Regions from separate parts of the Sus scrofa genome. Here region 2 is linked to region 1. A link is a contact called in public Hi-C data. All regions are on one chromosome and are shown on one strand. Each heading gives the region's core, a stretch centred on a gene start, on an enhancer-like site or on the middle of the called end of the contact. The rest is flanking DNA. Distances are from core to core; before and after follow the strand shown. Region 1 overlaps NPR3 (atrial natriuretic peptide receptor 3). Region 2 overlaps LOC102162488 (a long non-coding RNA gene).

The links. A called contact is a pair of places that touch in the nucleus more often than the background predicts.
Region 2: a Hi-C map of embryonic fibroblasts shows a contact between it and region 1, with 3 times the contacts expected there. The contact joins two enhancer-like sites. A contact is called at or near these places in 5 of 47 Hi-C or Micro-C datasets (embryonic fibroblasts, liver and skeletal muscle).

Annotation. Positions count from the first base shown.
Region 1 is chr16:18,900,245-18,906,748 of Sscrofa11.1, reverse strand. The region is part of intron 3 of NPR3 (atrial natriuretic peptide receptor 3); the gene reads right to left. Among named protein-coding and RNA genes, the nearest start is that of NPR3, 62 kb to the right of the region's middle. Within about 2 kb of position 2,643, at least 10 of the 83 cell types and tissues checked have an H3K27ac peak or open chromatin away from gene starts, as enhancers often do. A contact at or near this core is called in embryonic fibroblasts, where this site is marked.
Region 2 is chr16:18,988,537-18,995,040 of Sscrofa11.1, reverse strand. The region is part of intron 2 of LOC102162488 (a long non-coding RNA gene); the gene reads left to right. Among named protein-coding and RNA genes, the nearest start is that of NPR3, 150 kb to the right of the region's middle. Within about 2 kb of position 4,205, at least 2 of the 83 cell types and tissues checked have an H3K27ac peak or open chromatin away from gene starts, as enhancers often do. A contact at or near this core is called in embryonic fibroblasts, where this site is marked.

The DNA of each region.
Region 1 (6,504 bases), core at 1,394-3,893:
CCCCACTTCAGTTAAAGGGGAGACCGAGGAAAGGAAACGTTGGATGACAGGCAGGTAAGAAAAGAGATGGGTCCAGGACTGGCCTCTCCCTATCAGGGCAGAATCGGCAGCAGCTTCATCTTGAATTATTAGTAATAAGAACCTGAAAAGGAACCTTGGTCCTGCCCTCCAAGGCCATGGGAGAGAGCGGACTGCAGAAGAAAGCAGGCTGGGCATGCTGCACGGGTAGGCCAAAGGCTAAAGGATATTATGCATCTGATGAACACTACACGTGACCCCTGTACACTAAAAATACAGATGCTGTTTTCATTCAATTCCCTTTTGAAGCATGAAATTAAAAGTCTACCATTGAGGGTAACAGCAGGAACTTCCATAAATCACATGCTAGCACAAATTTTTCAACATCAAAAGAGAGGTTCTCTAGCTGGCAGACACCCCAACGTCTGCTCTTCGGTACGGGGCCTGCCTTCATGCCATTCACACTTGGCCACTTTCTGACGTATTTCAGCCTTGTGTAAAGTGAAATGGAACGTCTTCATCCTTATCCTAGAGAACTCCGAGGAGATGCAGAGGGCAAGTGGCTTCCTAACAGGCAGCAGGCCTGGGCGAGCGCCGGGGTCCAGCCCCGTGCATGGCCATATCGTCACCATATCGTCTGGCAGACTTCTTTGGGGTGGGGTTTGGCCACAGGTTGCCGAAAGGACTGTCTCCATCCTGGGCTCAGGTCTGCCCCTATAGCAATGCCCTTGACTGCTAAATGAACTCAGATCTCCTAGCCTAAAGTGTCACTGCCTGCAAACAGAAGCATATTTTTTTTTCTCTCTCTCATTACCTACCACAACATGGATCATTAAACAAAAGCAGTCCTGGGAAGATCATGAAGTCAAGTTCTGACCCCACATGCATCTCCCACTACAGCCCCCGGCTGCTCTTTTAAGGACGGGAACAACACTGCAGGTGTGAGCGCTGGCAGACAGCAAACCTCAGCCAGAAGCGCCACCCAGCCTGCTTGTGAGGAGAAGCGGGGTGGAGACAACGCTGTGGACGGGGACTCCTGGAATTAGTGGGTGTGGAGCACAAGGACATGAGAATGACTTTTAAAAATTCTCCCGATGCTTAGGCAGGGAATTCAGTCATCTGATACATTTGAATGTGTCGCACACACGTCATATATGGATGCTTCTCATCACCCAACACTCTTGAAGGCTTAGTTGAGAAATGCTCATACATAATGACATAATCATCCCTGGCTTTCAGGTGATCAAGTGAGCAATATCTGCCCTTGACCTTGATGTCCCACCAGTGCCTGACCGGATGTGGCTCTGGAAAGCTTGGCGACCTGACCCCCACAGAATGTTCTGGACACTCGCTGACCTCATATCCCAGGGGTCTGTGTTCCCGTCAGGCACAGTGTCAAGTAAACACAGACACCAAAGCCCAAAGGGGGAAGGGCAAAGGCAGGCAGCAGGCACCCTGTACGCTCTGCTGGGCAGTGAGGCAGCCCCAAGACAGAGGGAGACGGAGACCAGGGAACACAGGAGGACAACTTCTGGCTGCATTACTTCTGAAAGACCAAAGTCAGAAGGAGCATGTAAATTCTAATTTCTCCAACTGGGTGACATCCTTTAAAGCTGGTCCTGAGACCTTCAGGTAGCTCCCCCTGAACTGAGTCACCTGGGGATGTGATTGCAAGGAAGAGATGAGCAAACTCCAGGCTTTGTACAAAGATGACTTTCTTCACGTCTGTCTTGTGTCTTAAAATGAAACCTCTCCCTTTTTATTCAAGCAGTTTCAAGGTGCGGTAAGGACTAAGCTAAGATCCAGAACCCCAACTCCTAGTGCAAGCATCCCTGATTTATTCACTCACTGTGAACAGTCAGCAGCTGAATTCTGTTCAGGTCTTAATTCAGAGCTTCCCCAGCTGGATTCTTTAAAATAAGCAGCAGCATTCCTTAAAATGTTAACAGAGGGCTCTAGAAATAGTACTGCTGTGGTTTAACAAGTTTACAAAATGCTAGATTGAGCAAAGTCAAGCAATTCTCTTTACTTGCAGGTAACAACTGGCAGCTAAATTCTATTGAACATCTTCTACATTCTAGAGCTGAACTTAACAGAATTTACATTCTACTGTGTTTAGTCCTTCCCAAATTTGCATAGATGGGAACTGTTATTATCCTATGAAAGAGATTCTGATTAACATCCTAAACAGAAAGATCTTAGTCAGCGGATGGCATCAAAATGCCAGAAAGTGTTGGGTGGGCAGGTTCTAAAGTAGAGGTCCAAACCAGGCCTGCCTCGTTAAAACATCTATCCTACTGGCGCATATGTTCAGCCAGCTGATACTGGAAGGCAGCTCTGTGCTCTGGTTTCTGTTCCAACTGGCTGGTACTTTGAGTAGCTCTACGAATGGAGTACATAGTTTGGAAAAACCAACGAGGGTCTATAAAAGAGAAGACTAAGATTGACAGTGTACTTCAATGTCAGAGAAGGACAGAACCTCTACCTGGAGATGGGCTGAGAGAGCAGAAGGTGGAAGAAGAAAAGAGGACAAGGAACATGAAGCAACATGCTAATTGCTCCTCATCTCTCAAGCAAATATTTAAACCAGCAGCTAACACAGCATGACTCAGATCAAGCGAATCCAGATTTCAGACTCAGCCAAAGTTGACCTTGAACCTTTATTTCCATGATATTCCTGCCAAAGAGGGGTAGTCTGAAGATAAGCATGAGGAAACATCAACAAACTGACATTGAGGGATATTCTACTAAACAACTGGGCAGAAACTGAATATGTCAAGGTCATGAAAATCAAGGAAAAGATGAGGAACTGCTCTAGACTGAAGGATACTAAAGACGTGACAACTAAATGCAAGACATGATTCTGAAGTGGATCTTTTTGCTGGAAAGGACCTTAGACAAATGGCAAAACAACTGAAATCCAAGGATACAGTAGACAATAGTCACATATCAGTATTAACTTCCTGGGTTTGATGACTGATCGTGGTGATATGAGAGAAGAGCTTTGTTTGTAGGAAATAGATACTAAAATATTGGGAGGTGATGAGTCAACAAGTTAGTCACTTACTCTGAAATGGTCACTTAACTCTGAAGTAATTCAGGAAAAAAATTTTTCGGTGTTGAAATTTCTCTAAGTTTGAGACTGTTTCAAAAATATTAAAGTGGAATGATGCCCACGACAGCAAAATAAATTAATTAATAAAGTTGACTGTGCCCCAGCTGTGAGTTAAAACGCGTACTAAACCAAATGAGCATCCAAACAAGCTGGACGTGAAGGCTGAGGGTCCTGCTCAGAGACCCGTGCGCTCCAAACACACCAGCAACCAAGGGTGGTAATAAAAGATCTACCTATTTGATGTTTTCTAACCAGCGCTCAATATGAAACATGACGGCTTTGGTTTAGGAGGGTCTTTATTCTATATGACCTTGATTCTTGCTAATAATAGTAACCTTAATAATTACTAATAAATGTAACAAAGCTTCATGTACCCAGACTTGTCGGGGGCAGGGGGAGATGTTTCATACAAGCAAATATTCCAGATTCTTAAATATTATTTCTCTAAGTATCAAAACTTTTTGTATAATATAAACACTTTAGTTCCCGTCATGGCGCAGTGGTTGACGAATCTGACTAGGAACCATGGGGTTGTGGGTTTAATCCCTGGCCTCGCTCAGTGGGTTAAGGATCCAGCGTTGCCGTGAGCTGTGGTGTAGGTCGCAGACGCGGCTCGGATCCCGCGTTGCTGTGGCTCTGGCGTAGGCCGGTGGCTGCAGCTCCGATTCGACCCCTAGCCTGGGAACCTCCATATGCCGAGGGAGCAGCCCAAGAAATGGCAAAAAAAATAAAAAATAAAAATAAACACCTTAGATGGAAGTCCTTCTGAAAGGAGCCACGTATGTTCCTGCCTTGACAGAAATCTGCTAAATGTGATTAACCTACCGTGCTTCTCTGTATGAAGGCTGTGACAACGAACAGTCCAGTGGGCTCCATGGCTACTGCAGAGTGTATACGGCGCTGTTCACACAATGCTGACCCCAGGCTTCCATGTTTCTGGATCATCCTTCCTCTTTATGCCGGGACCCTCCTCCCATCCTGAAACGCCTCCTTCCCTGGCTGCTGAGTCTTGTGCATCTCCTCATCCAGCCCTTCCTACCGGTGACCTCCAGGGTTCTCAACAGCTAGAGCACTAAGTCTAAATGCTTCAGGAGGTGAAGAACACGCTCTATTATTAGCCACATCCCTAAATAAAACTCTGTGCCCTCCTCCTTACAAAATCTCTTGGATTCTCTGAGCGTGCCACGAGGTACCTTGACACATTAGCCCCTGGGCTTAGAGTACCCTCCCCAAGGGCCTTGTCTCATTCTCCTACTCAGCTTTGCTGGATGTTCTCAAGTTACCCCCTCCAGATCCACCTTCCACCCTGCTCCAGTCAGCTCTGCCCTGGAAGGCTGACATACACAGATATCAGCTGGGTCCCCTTGTCCTCTGGCTTCTGCAGCAGATGGGAGAGCAGAAGGAGATAAAGATGGGAATGCCAGGGCCTGCACTCCTCCTAGGGGTGGCAGAGTAGTCTGTGTCAGTTTAACTTCAAAAAAAAAAAAAAAGTATACACTCTGGACAAAGTATTTTTAAAAGAATATATTGAAAATGCTAAATGAATATATTTTTAAATATTGAATTGAAGGCACTGGAAAGTGCCAAAAAGCAAGCAGTAGGGGGAGGCTATTTGACCCTTTCAAGAAGGGACTGCACTGCGAAAGAACTAAATGCATCTGGCTTCTCCTCTGAGGGTACACCTGGTCCAAGGAGCATGGAACACCTGGAACTCAAGCAGAAAGTCACGGACTTCTTGGCTTGAGAGATCAGAGGATGTGGATCAAAGCTGGGATTGAGGGCATACAATGAGAGAGTAAATTCTGAGACGACGACCCACAGAGGAAGGAGCACCCAAATTTTTCCACAATTTTCAGCTGCCCTTAATTAATTCTCAAACTTCATTCACACAGGGGAGACACCAAGGAGTCCAGCAGAAAGCAACGAATAGGGGGAGTTCCCGTTGTGGCTCAGTGGTAATGAACCCCACTAGTACCCATGATGAAGCAGGTTTGATCCCTGGCCTCACTCAGTGGGTTGAGGATCCAACATTGCCGTGAGCTGTGGTGTAGGTCACAGACACGGCTCAGATCCTAAGTTGCTGTGGCTGTGGCGTAGGCCAGCAGCTGCAGCTCCGATTCACCTCCTAGCCTAGGAACTTCCATATGCTGTGGGTACAGCCCTACAAAGCAAAAAAAAAAAAAAAAAAGCAACAACTACAAGGCTAAAGAAGCTGAGGAATATCTGAACTGCTGCCTTCTTGCCTTCTGCATGGAAAAGGCTGGAGCTTGAATCCCAGCAAGTTAGAGGAACTTTATCAAGACCTTAGGCTTCCCAGTAAACCCTACATGGGAGTAAAGACTGTCCAGAGACTAAGGATTCATCCTAAGACTAAAAGACAACCAAAATAGCGTCAGTTTCTTCCTTCCTAAGAAAAAAATAAAACATTTCCAAAAGTTCAGGGTGATCAGTCAGTAAAACTGCCTGCCAGAACCAAATTTACTCTTCAGAGGAAAATAACTGAACACAATCTCTGTAACGTATCATCCCCAATATCCACGGTAAAATCAAAAAAGCACTAGACATGCGGAGGCAGAGGAGGTGACTTATAGCCAAGAAAAAGATAGTGACTAGAAAGTTTCCCTGAGATGATTCAGATGTTGGAATTAGCAGATGAGAACTTTAAAGGTATGTTTAAGGACTCAAAGAGAAAATGGCCCAAAAAAGTGATCAAATGGGGAATCTCAGGAAACGAATGAAAGCTATAATAAAGAGCAAGTGGATATTCTAGAACTGATAAGCACAATATTGAAAAAACAAATATTCACTGGATAGGCTTAAAAGATTGTCTGTGATTTCAAAGATAGATCAATAATAAATATCCCAATCTAAAGAACAGAAACCATACAAAGTCAATATACAAACACCAATTATATTTATGTATATACTACAAAAAAAATTGGAAGATTAATTTTTTATTCTGCTTATATGGCTATATCAGAAGACATAAAATTATTAGCAATAAATTTAATCAAAGATATGTAGGACTGCCATGTAGAAAACTACAAACATTACTGAGAAAAATTAAGACTTAGTTATTTGGAGAGGTATATCATGCTCATGGATTGGAAGACTCAATATATTTAAGATGTCAGTTTTCTCCACGTTGGTCTACAGTTCAATATAATCCAAATCAAAAATCCCAGGAACTTTTTTGTAGAAATTGATAAGCTGATTCTAAAATTTACATTGAAAAAGGAAAGAACTAGAATAAGCAAAACAAATATAGTAGGCAAAACCAGAACAGAGAGGAACAAATTAGAGAACTCACATTTCCCAATTTCAGGGTTTTCTATAAAGCCAAATCATTCAAGACAATGTGAAACTGGCAT
Region 2 (6,504 bases), core at 2,956-5,455, 87 kb before region 1:
AACAGTGATTCCTATCTATGGGAAGCAAATACTGTTTAATTTCATTAGAGTATAAGCTAAAGTGACCACTTAATAACCAGATGTTTGTCACTTGATACACAGGAGGAAAATTTTTTTAACCATCTCCTTAATCAAATGAGACTCCTCAGTGATATTGGAGAAGCAGTATGGTCTTATGCAAAGACCACTAGGATTGGGTCTGAAAACCTGATCCTAGTCTCAGCCTTGCTACTTATTGGCTACATAATTTTCAACTTGTTAACCTAGTTGAGTTCCCATTTTCTCACCTATAAGTCCAATAGTACTGTTGACTTGCTGATACCCATTGTTGTTCTGGTGATTGGTTATGTCTATTATGGATTGAATTGTGTCCTCCAAAAATTCATATATTGAAGCCCTGCTACCTCAAAATGTGACTGTACTTGCAGATAAGCCTTTAAAAGGGCGATGAAGTCTAAATAAGGATATTAGGGTGGTCCCTAATCCAATTTATCCTTATAAGAAGAGGGAATTTGAGCATTTGAAGGTACCAGGGATGCAAACACACACAGAGGAAAGGTCACTTGAGGACACCACAGGAAGACAGCCATCTGCAAGCCAAGGAGAGAGGCCTCTGAAGAAACCAAACCTGCCAACACCTTGATCTTAGATTCCCAGCCTCTAAAACTGTGAGATTTATTCCTGTTGTTTAAGCCATCCTGTCTGTGGTATTATGTTATAGCAGCCCTAGCAAAGTAATACGATGTCAAAGCCCTCTATTAGTTACTAAAGAAGTATAAGAAATTGCTTTTGAAAGCAGGGTAGATTTTATATTTGGAAAATGGCTTCAAGTTATTTAAATCTCTTTTTTTTTCCCTTGCCTGATTCTTTCCAATTTCCAGGAAATAACTTGCTTCTACTTTTCTGAAACTTAAAACCCAATGAAATATCAGAATTGAAAAGTAATTTTTAATCATTTTACTCCAAATCCTTATTTTATAGAATGGAAAATGAGTCTCAAATCACACATCTCACCATTTCTAGGCAAGAGAGCACTGAAAGATAACCAAGTACCTTTTAAAAAAAAAATTTTATTGGAGTATAATTGACTTACAATATTGCGTTAGTTTCAGGTATACAGCAAAGTGAATCAGTTTTACTTATATATGTGTCCATTCTTTGATTTTTTTTTTAAATCTTTTTAGGGCCACACCTGCAGCATATGGAAGTTTCCAGGCTGGGAGTCGAATCAGAGCTGTAACTGCTGGCCTACACCACAGCCACAGCAATGTGGGATCCAAGCCAAGTCTGTGACCTACACCGCAGATCCTTAACCCACTGAGCGTGGCCAGGGATCAAACCCACAGCCTCATGGATGCTATTCAGGTTCATTAACACTGAGCCACGATGGGAACTCCCCATGTGTCCATTCTTTTTCAGCTTCTTTATATAGGTTATTACAGAGAACTGAGTAGATTTGTCATAGGGGTATTGTGAAGAAAAACATGGGCAGTGCCAGTAGAGCACTTAGCACAGTGCCTGGTGGGTAACAGGTGATCAGTATAAAGTAGCTTGTTATCATTAAGAAAAGGCAAGTACTTTGGTCTGATCTGGGTCACATTGCTAATTGTTGATAAATACGGATTTCCAAGGCTTTGAGAACTGAAATTCTCGGATTTCCCCCAAGCTCAAGCCAGTAAATTTTTCCAGTAGTGATAAACCTGATATGATTTAGAATAAACTTGTTAAAAGCCTGATGAGCTCTTCAACTGGAATTCTTCAGTTTCAAAGAACTTGGGAAACTGAAGAATGCAGACCTGCTCACAAACCTTTCTCTTGGTCCTGGGACTCAAAGCCACATTAAATGTTGAGCTTACTAGTTAACAGCCCAGCCCCTAGGGCCCCTTCCCACTAGAAGAAAAGCAGATGCGAAAAGGCAGTCCAGTGAAGACTGGCTGACCCACAGCTCATTTCATGGTGCCATCACCAGGGTAACATGAATAGCCGGAAGTTGATGTGAACCAGTCCTCCCAGTCCACCATTCCCCCAGGCTGATCCACAACTAAACCTTAAAAAAATAGGCCCTGAGTTTCCCTTTGACCCTTGTTCTTGGCTATCTACTTGGATTCTCTCCAGCTGTGTTGAATCATTCCTCTCTACCTTTTATCTTTGCTTTCCCAGCATTTCCTTTGCTAAGGAACACAAGCAGATGCCCAGACTCAAAACATTTCCCAATTTACAGTCTGGATTTCAGTGGAATACGCTTTCATGTTGAGCTTTGAAGGCTATAGTAAAGATTGCATTAGGGACAGTTACATGCCAGCTATTAACCATTGCCTCTGGCCTGACCTGAATTCACAGAGGGCATGGTCGCCCGACAACTCAATCAATGAGCCCCTTTGGCTGTAGGGTGGCAAGGGCCAAGAGCTCCATCAAAGAAGCCTATGTGCTTTCAGCAACTCAGAAGATTCCAGTTGTTTTCAGCAGGCCCGAGAGGTTAAAATAAACAAATATGAAAATGCCAGATTGCCCTCTCATTTCTTCTCATACCTGATGCCAGCCAGGGCCAGGGCCGGAAAGGCTGCCCCCAAAGAGACCGCGGTGGTGCCCGTGAGCCCAGCCACACCGCCAGACCTGTCACTGCACTAAGTGCCTGCCTTTCACTCCCACTCTCCATTGCTACAAATACACGAAGTACCCATTACTGTGTAATTACCAAATGAGTAAAAGGCCCTCCAACCCTTTCTCCTGGCACAGATCTCACCCAGTGAAGGCTGCTGTTGGCAGCCTTTGGCTCCATGAACACTTTCAGCAGTGTGTGAACACAAAGCCTTGTGCCAAAAGCCCAGCAATTGTTTGTGTTTGCAACTGTCATTGGTTAGGATTCTCTCAACCTGTAGCAGGGCTGCCCAGTCCACGAGTGAGATCTCCGGGATGATGCTTGCAGGGCAAACACTCGTCCTCCTGTATGTCCTCAGCCTTTATGTCTTTGCACTTCTTTTTTCAAAGCTCAAAAACATGTTTGGCTGCAGGACAGCTCACAGAAAAGAGGCTGCTCACTGAGCGATTGTTCAAACCAAGGATCTTACTTAGAGGGCAGCTTCTGCCTCATAGTTAGGTCTCTCTTTCAGATGTATAGATCTTCTGAATTGGAATGGAACTGAAAGAATTTTTAATGTTTACTGGTTCAAATTTTAAATGTCATCATTCAGTCTTTAGACTCTGAATTCAAGAGTACTGGTCTCCTTTTTGCCTATGATGAGAAAAAAAGTTGTATAAAATGTGTACAAATGTCTGCCCACCTCGTGCATCAGTGGATGCACTGGACATGTGTCTGCACTGGATTTGCTGTGTGAATGCATCCCAAAAGGGCAGGGGGGGTGGTTAAAGCAGGATATCCCTGGACTGCGGGTAAGCGTTACAGTTCAGTCTCTGCTAATAATCCTCTCAAAAGTCACCAGTGATTTCCTCATTGCCCAATTCAATGGCCACTTCTCCATCCTTAGACTCCTTGATGTCTTGGTAGCATCTGATACCGTTGACCACCTGCCCCATCTTCCTTGAAACTCCTTTTGGCAAAAACAAATGAAAATCTGTGTCATCATGGTTCTTTCTGGTGGCTCTGATTCGTCTTTCCCTGGTCCACATCCTCCTTTCCTCACTAAACAACAGAACTCCCTGCTTGGGACTGTCCTGCCCTCACCTGTCTTCTCTGCTTTCTCTAGTCTCTCTTGGGGAAATCTGTTCCCTTCCAAGACGGCAAATGTTGCCACTCTGTGAATGGTTCCCAAGAGGGAAGAGGCCCTGCCTCTGCTCTCAAATCATCTTTCTCAGCTTAACCGGGGTGTAATTCTGGTACCTCAAACTCAACTTGTGCATGATAGAATTCAACATGACCACCTAACTTACCCACAAGCCCAGCTTCCAGACCAGCTCTTGCTCTTACATGCCCTGCTTATATTTGGGTTACCAGCATCTGTCTAACCACTTGAGCTTAAAACTCCAGAATTACCTTTGGCTCTCTCCCATTGCTCCTTCATATGGAACAGTTAGTGAATCTACCCATCTGCTCCCCCAAAAGCCTTGTGTGATTTTTCCTTCATTCCCTCTGCCACTACACTGGTCAAGATTTTATTATCCTCACCAAGAGTATTGCTAGGCTCTCTAAGAATTTCATGGCTCTCTTCTCTCTATGTTCCATTCCAGAGCATGCATTACACTCAGATTAATCATCCCATAACACAGTTTTTATTATATTACTCCTCACCCCCAAAGTCAATGGCTCCAATGCTGATACAATAAAATCCTAACTCCTTAGCCTAAAATTAAGATCACTCCAGGATCTGGCCACTAGCCATTCTGTATTCAGCCAAATGGAATTTTCCAGTATTCACTAGAAACATTTAACATTTCTGTCTGTGTTTGTGTTGTTCCCACTATTAGAATCCCTCCCCCAATCTCTTTGTGTTCAGATTTATAGGCTTTTTAAGACTTGGTGTAAGAAACATCTTCTCCTTGATTATTCTTCCAATATCTCCTTCCCCCAGCCCAGCACAACACAACACAGAGATTACTTACCTAGATTCTCAGTGATTTATCTGTAGCTTCATATGATATGTTCTACCAGAGATTCAAACACACACATACAAACATACGAAAAAATCTGTTTCTTATCTAGACTAAACACCCCTTTAAAGTAGGGTTCATATCTTACTCATCATTAGAGACTGAAAGTGCATACCCCAAAATTCATATATTGAGCCCTAATCCTCCCCCATGTGATGGTATTTGGAGATGGAGCCTTTGGGAGGCAGTTAGGGTTAGATGAGGTCACTGAGCTGGGGCTTTCATAATGGGGTTAGTGCCCTTATAAGAGACATGAGAGAGCATGTTTGTCTGTTTCTCTCTCTCCCTCCCCCATATCTATATACAAATACATGTTTGTATATTTTAGATATTAAGCCGTTTTCAGTTGCATCATTTGCAACTATTCTCTCCCATTCTGTAAGCTGTCTTTTTGTTTTTTAATGGTTTCCTTTTCTGTGAAAAAGCTTGTCGGTTTAATTGGGTCCCATTGGTTTATTTTTGCTTTTATTTCTGTGGCCTTGGGAGACTGACCTGAGAAAACACTTGTAAGGCTGATGTCAGAGAATGTTTTGCCTATGTTCTCTTCTAGGAGTTTGATGGTGTCTTGTTTAATTTAAGTCTATAAGCCATTTTGAGTTTATTTTTGTGCATGGTATGAGGGTGTGTCCCAATTTCATTGATTTACATGCGGCTGCCCAGTTTTCCCAGCACCACTTGCTGAAATGAGAATTCTCATTCTTTAACTTGTTACCCAGCCCACAGAGACAGTCACTAGAGAGAAATTCTGTCTTTCACTCAATTCATTACAACATCTAATTTGTTTAAGCACTGTGCTAGGTCCTAAGCATGGAGTGATAAATAAATCCAGTATTTTCTTGCCTTCATGGGCCTTAAATATATACTCTGTTTTTTCATCAAATTACAAATTTCTGTAGGGCAGGATCTGAGTCTTAACTCTCTTTGAATGACATAATGTACTGAATTATTCAGTAGATACTTAACTTTGTTATTGCTGACAAATGTCCTCAATTATCCTATGTGGAAGTGGTGGTTGCTAAACCCTGACTCCTAGAAGCTGATACTTATAAAGCGAGTGTTCCTGATCCAAAGGACAAGAATAGGCAGGACCAGCTTCATGGTTGTGTGATCCATGCAGTTACACAGAGCCCTGAGCTCAGAAGGACCCTGTATTTGGTTTACTGCTCTGCTGTTACCATCTTGAAATTTTAAATAAATTTTTAACAAGGAACCCCACCAGTTATATAACCTGCCCTGAGAACAGAGTTGGGGATGGCAGCCAATATAACTTTAATGTCATTACCATGAGTTTGCCAGAAGGCGCCTCTTCTGTATGTATTTAGTTCTACTCAAATACAGAAAAACAGCAGGGTTTAGTTTGAAAGACATCTCCATATTTTAAGTTATCTACATTCTGTGGTGCCTAACACAGTGTTCTATTTCAAAATCCAATAGAAATAACCATGGCTCTTAGATAATAATGTCATGTTTGTTCACCTAGACTACTGGTATTTTTAGGTTCATATGGCAGTGGTTCCTAAAGTGTGGTCCCAGACCAACAGCATCAGCATGACCTGGGAGCTTCTTAGAAATGCAAGTTCTTGGGCCCCACCCCAGACTTACTGAGTCAGAATTCTAAAGCTGCGACCCAGGTATCTGTGTTTTAACAAGCCCTTCAGAGGATTCTGGTGTATGATGAAAACTGGCAACCACTGGGTTGTAGCATTGTTGGCCCCTTGAGAGTACAGTCTGTCTCCTACTACTGTTTTCTCAGCCAGGTGGGATTATTTCATATAGACACCCCCCCCCCATTGAAGGACAACTGAGAGAGATTTGGCTTAGAAAACTGCTTTAATGAGTTGGTATGAATAGAGGGGAGAACAGCAGAACTGATTTTTTTTTCTTGAGCAACAGATTTGT